2 separate regions of the Mus musculus genome follow, and region 2 is linked to region 1. A link is a contact called in public Hi-C data. All regions are on one chromosome and are shown on one strand. Each heading gives the region's core, a stretch centred on a gene start, on an enhancer-like site or on the middle of the called end of the contact. The rest is flanking DNA. Distances are from core to core; before and after follow the strand shown. Region 1 overlaps C730014E05Rik (RIKEN cDNA C730014E05 gene). Region 2 overlaps St6gal1 (beta galactoside alpha 2,6 sialyltransferase 1).

Region 1 (5,323 bases), core at 318-2,817:
TAAGACAGGCAACAGATATGAAAGGGACACCAATAGAAAAGAAAGACGCTTATCCTTATAGCTCAGTGATATGTTCTGAATAGAAAAGACCCTGCGGACTCCACCAGAAATAGTTTAGATGTGGTAGACACTTTCAATAAAATTGCAGATACAAAAAAAATCAACATACTAAAAGATACAAGAGGAGCTATAGATGGCTCAGCAGTCGAGAGCACTTGTTCTTGCTGAGGATGCAGGTTCAGGTCCTAGCACTCATATGGAGACTCATACCATTTTCAACTCCAATTCCAGTCCTCTTCTGGACTCTGTAGGCACCAGGCACACATATACCTGTGGTACACATATACACATGCAGGCAAACAAACACACAATAAACAAACAAATAAATAAATAAATGGATTTTCTATGTAATCAACAAACCTACTGAGAAATAAATTAGTAAAATACCCCATTCACAGTAGCTAAATCAAAAAAACTACCTAGGAGTAAAGCTAACTAAGGAAGTGAGAGACCTCTACAACAAAAAACACTGAAACAAGAGAAAAATAATATTGGATGGCAGAAAGACTATCCATGATCCTGGATTGGCAGAATTAGTAGTATGAAAACAGCAGGATTAATAAAAGTAATCTACAGATTCAGTAAAATCTATATCAAAATTCCCAACACATTCTTTATATAATTATGAAAAAGAATCCTAACAATTACATGGAAATACAAAAGAGAGCCAAAGTAGTCCTAAGCAAAAACCTAGGGACATCAAAATACCTGATGTCGACTTATGCTGTAGAGCTATAATCAAAAAGACACAAAGACAGACATGTATATCAACACGGTAGAACACCCATAAATAAATCTATACAGCTCTTGTCATTTAATTTTGGCAAAGGTATCAAAAACATACACAAGAAGAAAAGACAACCTATTGAGCAGATACTGAAGGCAAAACTGGACATCAACCTGCAGAAAAATTAGATCCACATCTCTCTTCCTGCAAAAACATCAATTCAAAATGGAGCGAAAACTTCATTAAAAGCCAGAAATACAGAACCTGATACAAGAAGCTTTCATCATGCTGGAAGGGGCTTTGTAGTCCTCTAGAAGAGAAAACGCCATCAATGTCCTTATTCCTTGGCAAGCCCGACATGCTGGAATACCAACCTGCCAAGCAAGGTGTGCCTACTGGTGAAATAGTAGCCTGGTTGTTTGTTACTGAGGTAACCAACCACTTTCTGACAGTGTCTGAGGCTTGCCTTGTGGGAGGGAATTCATGTTTCATGCTATGAACTTTGCCCAAAGCCCATGTTTTGGGAGTTCATCGGCCACGGCAGGGAATGTACTGTTGTTGTTTTGCTAAATGACCTGTTATCAAGCTGCCTTCTAAAGATTTATGCTTACATTCACAGACCAGTGCTGCTCTTGGAAGACACTAAAGGAGCTTCCTTGTTTGAGTGGGCAGCTGTACATGCAGACTCTAAGTGCTCAAAGTGCTAAGATCAAATGGCTGTTGAATGGAACATCCCTAAACGGGACATCTCTATCAATCTGGGCAACGGTCAGAGAGTCTTGCAGAAGAGGGGGCGGGAAGAAAGTAAGAGTTGAAGGCCATGTGAATGTGCTTGCTCTCAGGCGATGTGAGTTGGGAGCACCTGGATAGAGTCCAGATCTTGTGGCCAGAATGACGTTTTTGATGTGATGTCCTTTTGCCTTTAAGTTGATGGAAACACCTGGGTTTTATCCTTTAAAGAAGACACTCTTACTTATTTTAAACTCTAGTTACTGCAGTTAAAAGTCTAACAGATTTGAACATTGGCCCAATAGAACTGAGTTTACAAGCATTATGTAAATTAGTAGGAATATATAAGAAGTAGTCATTCTCAAAATGAATATTATACTTAAGGTTTTTTAAATGCCGAGGCTTTGTACAATGCGTATACATGTTTAATCACAGGTTTTAAATGTCCATTTAATAAAAGGATACTAAGAACAGTATTCAAGAAAACATAGCTGAAAAATTCAACCATTAATTTTTATCTTAGGGTATTGAATTAACCTTTTCAAACTTCATAACCTTTATATTAATTTTAACTTAGTTATAGTCATATTTTAAACAACCATTTATAATATACCTTAATCTAACATTATTTTTACAAAATTTGCAAAACAATTTTTATGAAATAATTTTAATTGAAAGAAGTCTGCATCTAAAACATAGACAACATATCATACCTTATATATCCAACAATTATAAACATAGGTAAAACACATTAATAATTTTTGTTTTCTTAACCAAATTTAAATTACTTGTTAGAGATTAAGGTATTAAAACAGGTACTTTGAAATGGTTGTTAGAAAAAAAAATTATTTCTTATTAATGTTTGAAGCATCCAAGGTGGAACAGTGTATTCAGGGCAGAACTGGCATTTATGACTCTATTATTATTATTTTAATTAAAAAATAGAGATGTATACTTTTAAATGTGTGTGTGTGTGCGTTATTATGGTGTAATATGTTAAGATGATCTGTAAAGTCTAAGATGTCTCCATAAGCCTCAATGTAGGTTTGTAAAATGACATTTTAAAAATATTTAAGATTTCTTCTAGCATAAAGCAGGCTAGAATGAGGATCTTGAAAAACTCATCTGTTTGTTTGTTTTTAAAGAAGCAGTAGTGGTTAAAAAATCTTCAAATGTAGTGTGTGTGTGTGTGTGTGTGTGTGTGTGTGTGTGTGTGTGTGTATGGCATATATTCACCATATCCAAAAACACAGACATAAGCTATCCTCTTTATCTCAAGGTGGGGCTGTGCTGGATTGCTTTGTGTCAACTTAACACAGGCTAGAGAAATCTTAAAAGAAGGAACCTTAATTTAAAAACTGCCTCCATAAGATCAGGCTGTAGGGCATTTTCTTAGTTAGTGATTGACATGGGATGGTCCAGACTATTGTGGGTGATGCCATCCCTGGGCTGGTGGTCCTGGGTTCTATAAGAAAGCAGGCTAAGCAAGGCATGTGGAGCAAGCCAGTAAGCAGCACCCCTCCATGGCCTCTTTTTCAGGTCCTGCCTCCAGGTTCCTGCCCTGTTTGAATTCCTGTCCTCACTGCTTTTGATGGTGAACTGTTACATGGAACTGTGAGTGAAACAAATCCTTCGCTCACCAAGTTGCTTTTGGTCATGGTGTTTCATCACAGCAATAGTAACCCTAATTGAAACAAGTGCTGTTGTCTAACAGGCAAAAGTAGTAGTAATTATTTAATAGTTTATACCCTCAAGCAATAAGGACCATGGTATAGAACCAGAATTGGGATAAGGATCAAAGAGATAATATTTTGACCAGAATTGTATGACTATGTACAATTTCTCCTTAAAAGAAGATTTAAAATTTTTCAGTTGTGGGCTGGAGAGATGGTTCAGTGCTTAAGAGCACCGACTGCTTTTCCAGAGGTCCTGAGTTCAATCCCCAGAAACCACATGGTGACTCACAATCATCTGTCATGGGATCTGGTGCCCTCCTCTGGTGTGCCTAAAGAGAGCAACAATGTATTCATCTACATAAAATAAGTAAATTAAGCAATTAAAATTTTTCAGATGTTAAAAACTGAAATTTGTCTGAAAGAAATATTTAGGCTTGTTAGCCATTTTTATTTAATCCATGCCATCCTATTGCTTAAATCATATTGATTAAATATACTTTTGTTTTTTATCATTATTTGGATCCTTAAAATCTTAGTGTTATTATGAACCAAAATGAAACTGAGCCAAGTTTACTTTAGTTTACATGAACACTTACTGTGTTACATGTATTCTTGCCAATTTGGCAAGAAGTACATGATGTACAAATAAAATGCAATCACATGAACACGTGTAGTTTATATACATAACCATACATAAGATATATTTCAATAAACCAAGATCTTGAATATCATTGTTTGTTGGGATTATGTATGTGTGTGTTTATGTGTTCATTCCTCATTATGAAAAGGAAACAGCATAGAAATCTTTAGTAAATATCTTAGTTGGGTTTCATTGCTGTGAAAAGATACCATGAGCACAGCAATTCTTATAAAGACAATGTTTAATTGGGGATGGCTTACAGGTTCAGAGGTTCCGTCCAGTGTCATCACGGTGGGAAGCATGGCAATGTCCAGGCAGACATGGGGTTGGAGGAGCTGAGAGTTCTACGTCTTGATCTAAAGGCAGTCTTCCAGACAACTTGGAGGAGGGTCTCAAAGAACACCCCAACAATGACACACTTCCTCAAACAAGGCCACACCTACTCCACTAAGACCATACCTCCTAAGAGTGCCACTCTCTATGCCAAGCATATTCAAACCACCACATTCCACTCTCTGACCCACATAGACTTGTTCAAACACATGAGTCTATGGACTGTGGTGGTTTGTATATGCTTGGCCCAGAGTGGGTGGCACTGTTAGGAGGTGTGACCTTGTTGGAGCAAGTGTGCCACTGTGGAGGTGGGTTTTAAAGGTCTGCCCACTATAGAAGAGTTAGTCTCCTCCAATGCCATGCCTGCTTGCACACTGCCATGCTTCCTGTTATGATGATAATGGACTGAACCTCAGAACCTGTAAGCCATCCCCAATTAAATGTTGTTCTTTTTAAGAGTTGCCTTAGTCACCAGGCATGGTGGCTCACACCTTTAATCCCAGCAGTGGGGAGGCAGAGGCAGGCAGATTTCTGAGTTCAAGGCCAGCCTGGTCTATAAAGTGAGTTCCAGGACAGCCAGGGCTATACAGAGAAACCCTGTCTTGAAAAACCAAAAAAACACAAACCAAACAAAACAAAAAACAAAAAACAAAAAAAAAAAAAAAAAAAAAAAAAGAGTTGCCTTAGTCATGGTATCTCTTCACAATAAAACCCTAAGATAGAAATTGGTACCAAGACCTGGAGTATTGCTGTGATAAACCTATGATTTTGTTTGGAAGAATGTGTATTTGGGGACTTTGGATTTGGGAAGCAGTGGAATGCTTTAAGACCCCGAAGACCACCAGGACTCAACTCTGTTGAAATTCACAGGAGGGTTTATTCATCACAAGCTCGAGCTTGGGACACAAACCCCCCCTGATGCTGCAGGTTAGGAGGGCGACCACGAGACCTAGAGGAAGGGGGGTTTTTAAAGGAAACTACCACTAGCAGGGGTTTTCCAAGCCTTGGCATTTCATGATTGGGTAAGAAGTCTATGGGGAAGTTGATTTTTAAAATGATTGGTCTGTTTTAGATTCTAAGGCCACAAACGGTTCTGGAGAACATCTGGTCATTTATTAACAGGTGCGATGGAAGAGGGACGATTAGCACCCTTTGGGG
Region 2 (5,096 bases), core at 1,549-4,048, 140 kb before region 1:
TATGTGGAGATGCTCTCCAACCAAAAGAACACACATTCTTCTCAACAACAAATGGGTATCTTTCGGCATAGATTATACATCGGGTGACATACTATGAAGGCTAACATTATGCTTTAAGTTTAAATTACTATGCTTAAGAGATCTATAAAAGCCCCACTTGCCCAAGGGCAGATAACTATCTGGATTGCTGGAGGCTCTCTTGTTCATTTAAGTTAATAATTGCTTCTGTAAACAATTTGGTTGTCCCAACAGCACAGACTATGCTTGACCACATTCAGGATGTATGCTTGCCACTGATTGGACAAAGGTGGGAAGTGGGTAGCCTTGTGGATTTAAACCTTTATAAGCTCCTGATGAATAATGTACTTTGTGGCCATACAATGGGAATCCTGGGTATGGACCTGATTGAGACCCATTATCATGGCCAGAATTTAATAAAGGTTGCTTTAACTGTGACTCAAAAATTGTGGATATATTGTTATTCTCACCTAATGGAGTTAGCATTTTCTGGAGGCCCCCAGGAAGATCATACCCAAATTCTAAAGTCAGGCCTACACTCCAGGACTCCAGGGCTGAAAGGTCCCCTCAGAAGGTGTGCACAGAGATGCTCCAAGATTCCAACTGCCATCCTGAGAAAAGCAGTAACCACCTACCAGAGGCCTCCTCTGGTAAGTCATAGTAATTTGCTGTGACATCGAATCTGTTCAGATCCCAATATAGGACGAGGAAGGGTTCAACAGGACCTAATGGCCTCCTATCCAAGGCAAAATGCAAAACGTTATCCACCCACCTGGTTCTTGTTGTTCATATACTGGGAGTCAAAATGGAAATTGGTTGAGCCCAGTTAAAGGTCATAAAGTTTTGTCTGCCTGTCTGTTGTGTGTGTGTGTGTGTGTGTGTGTGTGTGTGCACTCTGTGTTTTCTGGTGTGCACATCTGGGATATAGGGGGAAATGTGATACATCTGGCTCAGATGTATGTATAAATGATGGTTGCCAGTCCATGCTCTGTTTTGCTTCTGACCTCCTCTGAGTGTGTGACCAGTCTGTGTTCTGTGTGTGCTGCTGGCTTTGTTTTTGCTGTCTCTGGAAACACCAGTCACCACCAATGCCACTTGCCTCAATGGCTTTGATGGCCAGGGCTCTGCATTTCTTATCTTTAAGCTTTCCTGTCACTGGATTCAGTTTGGCAGGGATTCAAATATCTTTTGGGTATGGATAATATTAAAGTTGTTTAATGTTGCTCTACTTTATTGAAAAGTTGACTCTGGAGTGGGCTATGACTCTCCCTCCTGTAGACCCAAGCATGCTTGGGTAACCTCCAATTGTCCTCTGTCAGACAGGCCACTTGACTTTGTGACAGAGATGGGAGAGCAAAGCAAAACAACAACAGGAATTAGATTATTGGTTTCATTTAACTGCCTAAAACTTTTGCTAAGATGTAAACCTTAGCTCAAGATCTGTAAGACTATTCATTATGTAAACTTTCTGTACCTCAAAATTTGTATGTTTACTGGGTATGGTTAAAAATCTGTAAAATCTGTAACAAAAAAAAAAGTTAACTTAAAATTTGTAACATGAGAGGTTGACAGTTAAAAATCTATACATAGGTAACCTTAAAGGAACCATATGGTATGATGCCATCTTGGGCTATAAGCAACATGTGGCTTGTCTGTTGCCATCTTAGCTGCTGTCCCCCATCGGGATGGAGGCAGCCAGAAACAGAGCCAGCTGGAGCCTAGGAGACCTGCTGTGTGTGCCTGTCTGTGTGTGCTGCCCAGGGTGGGGCCACAGAGGGGACCCAAGCCCTTAGGGGAAGCCCAGATGAGTGAATCCCAGACACTGAACATTGAGTTGTTTGCACTGTTGGAGTTTGGTTTTGCTTTGTCCCCACTGTGGCTGTGCCCTGTTTTGTCTCTCTTACAATAAAATAGAGTATTTATATATATATATATTATTGGAGTTTACAATAGACAGATTTTTAACTTTTTTTAAAAGGGAAATTTAGGAGTTTTGAAACTTTAAATTAAAAAGTTAGATATTTCCTTTAAATATTTACATTTATAAGGCTATGAGATATTTTAAGTTTCTTTTTTTTTAAAGATTTATTTATTAATATATATTAATACTTAATATACAAAGGCATCTCACTGGGCTATCCCACCCTTCAATGTTAGTCATAGGCAGGGAGGAGATTCTGGCAATGGAACACTCATCAGTATATATTAAGTACACTGTAGCTGTCTTCAGACACTCCAGAAGAGGGAGTCAGATCTTGTTGCGGATGGTTGTGAGCCACCATGTGGTTGCTGGGATTTGAACTCTGGACCTTTGGAAGAGCAGTCGGGTGCTCTTACCCACTGAGCCATCTCACCAGCCCATATTTTAAGTTTCTAAAATGCTTTATATTAGATGTCGACTAATATGCTCTTTGGGGATTTTTTTTGGTTTTGTTTGTTTGTTTTCATTTTGTTTTGTTTGTTTGGTTGTTTGGTTGGTTTTTTTAAGACAGGGTTTCTTTGTGTAACAGCCCTGGCTGACCTGGAACTCGCTTTGTAGACCAGGCTGGACTCAGATTCACACAGATCTGCCTGCTTCTGCCCTCCAAGTACTGGGATTAAAAATGTCCTCCACCACGGCCCAGTTTATTAATATGTAATCTTCAAATAAATAAGTAATGAATGAATGAATGGCTAACGAATTAGAGCTGCAGCTATCAGCACCAAACAGAGGAACCTAGAATATTCCTATCATGGGATGCAGTAAGTCAGTGACCTAAGCAGTCTGGCAAAGAGACCATGGAATGTCTTCCTAACCAGGGACTATCCAGGCTGACAGAGACTGACCAAAGAATGGACGCCTAGTCTCTTAGTCTGTGCCAACTTTGTTAATCGTTAGCTATTTAGATAAGAGTCACCTAAGGAACTGTGACAATCTGTAATGGTGCGCCATGGAAGGCCTGGGGAAGTAAGTTCCCAGTGTCCCTGTGAACTGTATTTATGACTCAAAGTTTTATTCTGATACTAAAAGAATACCAATTCGGATATTCAGCCCCAAGAGAGGTGGCAGCAGCTGCTGCCCTTGCTGCTGCTATTGGCTGGTTGGAGATATCCTGACAATGAAGATTAGACATGCCCCAAGGAACTTGGTGCCCCAATCAGCAGGAAGTAGTCTAATGATATCAACATCCCCTTCCCCCCTTTACCATCTGCAGTCACAGCTCTCAGTAATAACTACTTATGTCTCTGTCAAATGATTTATATCGGAAAGAAAGGGATGTGAAGTCTATGTAAGTTACAGGGGTCTAAGAAAGCAACTTCTGTGGATGTAAAATATTGTGTAAGTTCTGAAGGCCTTAGGAAGTTATTTAAGATATATGAAAAAAATGAGAGAATACAAAATGTTTCAAATTTCCGTCCCCTTCTATGATGTTGTTGTTATACTAAGATCTCAGAAGTTCAGAGTTCTAACATCGATTAACGGAATTCTGATAAACTGGTAAAGCACGGATTACCATTACTAGTCACAAGCTCAAGATCTGACGTTTCCTTTGGTTGTCTGCTTCTGACCGGGCTAAAACCATCTCGGCTCAATCTGGGTACCCAGCCCTCTGGACAGAGAAGCAAATGTCCATACTTTTTAAGGCAAACCCATCGCTTCTGCTAGCTCATAAGCATGCTTCTACTCTGTTTACAGAATTAGCTGCTTTTTCTACAATGTGGATTTCAGTGCGGATTGTGAACAATGATAACGCTATCAAATCTAAAATTTTTATCTCTTTTTTTAAACTAAAAAAAAAAATCAAAAATACTTCAGGGAGTTGTGGAAGTCGTTCCGTTTTGGATCTACCTCTCACAGATCAAACAGACTCTAGATAAGTACACCCTAGTTGTCTGTGCCTATATCACTCCCTCCCCAACTCAACTCCCCCCCACTTTGGGATTCCTCCCCTAACCACCAGGACTAGGGTCCTGAAAGCTACAAATGTAATATTTTTTTCCTTTAAGTTTCTTGACTTTAACTTCTATCCCTAGTCTATATCTGATTTAGCAGATTTCCACCTTGCTGACAGATACCACCTAGAAATCAGCTGTGGACAAACTGTTCCAAATGACTTCAAGGCCTGGGCTTGCTGGAAGCTGATGCGAACCAGTCCAGTTCCCTTTCTCTTCGGCTGGGTCAGTTAACAAGATGCTTCTGATGAGTGTTCCATTGCCAGAATCTCCTCCCTGCCTATGACTAACATTGAAGGGTGGGATAGCCCAGTGAGATGCCTTTGTTTGTTAGGAACGAGTCTTGGAAGAGAGCACTTGGACTTCCCCTTTCTCTAGTCCCGTACACAAAGTGAGCAATGGCGTGCTGTCTCAGCACAGGCTCTCATGTAACTGGGAGCCAAAGTAAATATTTTCTTGTTCTTAAGATTTATTATCATTTTAAATTGCATCTAGAGGTGTGTGTGCATGAGCACTAGAGCCCTCAGAGCTCAGCGTCTTCTAAGATGACCCTTGTGAGCCACTTGGCATAGATGCTGGGGACCCAACTCGGGTCCTCTACTGGACCAGTGCACACTGCTAACCAGTGAGTCTTCTCTCTAGCCCCAGCATTTTCTCCTTGTAAACTGAATGTCTCATGTATTTGTAGTAATAATAAAACGAAGTCAAATGTCCCGTTATGCTGTTTTAAATGAACTAGTTTTCAATATCTGTCTCCTAAAAGGGTAAAGAGGGGGAGATCTGGGCTTTAAAATCTTTGCCAGAGAGGAAGCTGCTTTTAACAATAAGGAGGAAGTGTAGTGATGACCTTGGCCATCTACTCTGAGCTTTTATCCCTGTGATAACAAACAGCAATTAGCAAGACCTGATCTCTATCTAGACTAATCTAGGACTGTGTACACAGCTGCCGTGTCCTGGAGTTAAGAATGGGAAGTGGGGGCTTATAGATGCTAACAGCACAGATTGACCCAAATTAACCAGTTTCCCATTTAAACCTGAAGCTCTAAGTCACCTAAGACCTATAAGTCCCAAAATAGTGTCATCTCTACTGGTCACAGTGGTGGTCTAGGAGGGAGACAGGCTTGGGGGGGGCTTCCTCCTGGGCA

The links. Hi-C and Micro-C count contacts between places; a contact is called where the count stands out from the background.
Region 2: a Hi-C map of liver shows a contact between it and region 1, with 5 times the contacts expected there. The contact joins two enhancer-like sites. A contact is called at or near these places in 1 of 484 Hi-C or Micro-C datasets (liver) and 4 of 115 datasets of contacts at active chromatin or transcription factors (the SCID.adh cell line, embryonic stem cells and hepatocytes).

The regions. Positions count from the first base shown.
Region 1 is chr16:23,187,990-23,193,312 of GRCm38.p6, reverse strand. All of the region lies in intron 1 of C730014E05Rik (RIKEN cDNA C730014E05 gene), which reads right to left. Among named protein-coding and RNA genes, the nearest start is that of C730014E05Rik, 15 kb to the right of the region's middle. Within about 2 kb of position 1,567, at least 2 of the 459 cell types and tissues checked have an H3K27ac peak or open chromatin away from gene starts, as enhancers often do. A contact at or near this core is called in hepatocytes and liver, where this site is marked.
Region 2 is chr16:23,332,098-23,337,193 of GRCm38.p6, reverse strand. The region is part of intron 5 of St6gal1 (beta galactoside alpha 2,6 sialyltransferase 1); the gene reads right to left. Among named protein-coding and RNA genes, the nearest start is that of Gm30814, 8.0 kb to the right of the region's middle. Within about 2 kb of position 2,798, at least 13 of the 459 cell types and tissues checked have an H3K27ac peak or open chromatin away from gene starts, as enhancers often do. A contact at or near this core is called in hepatocytes and liver, where this site is marked.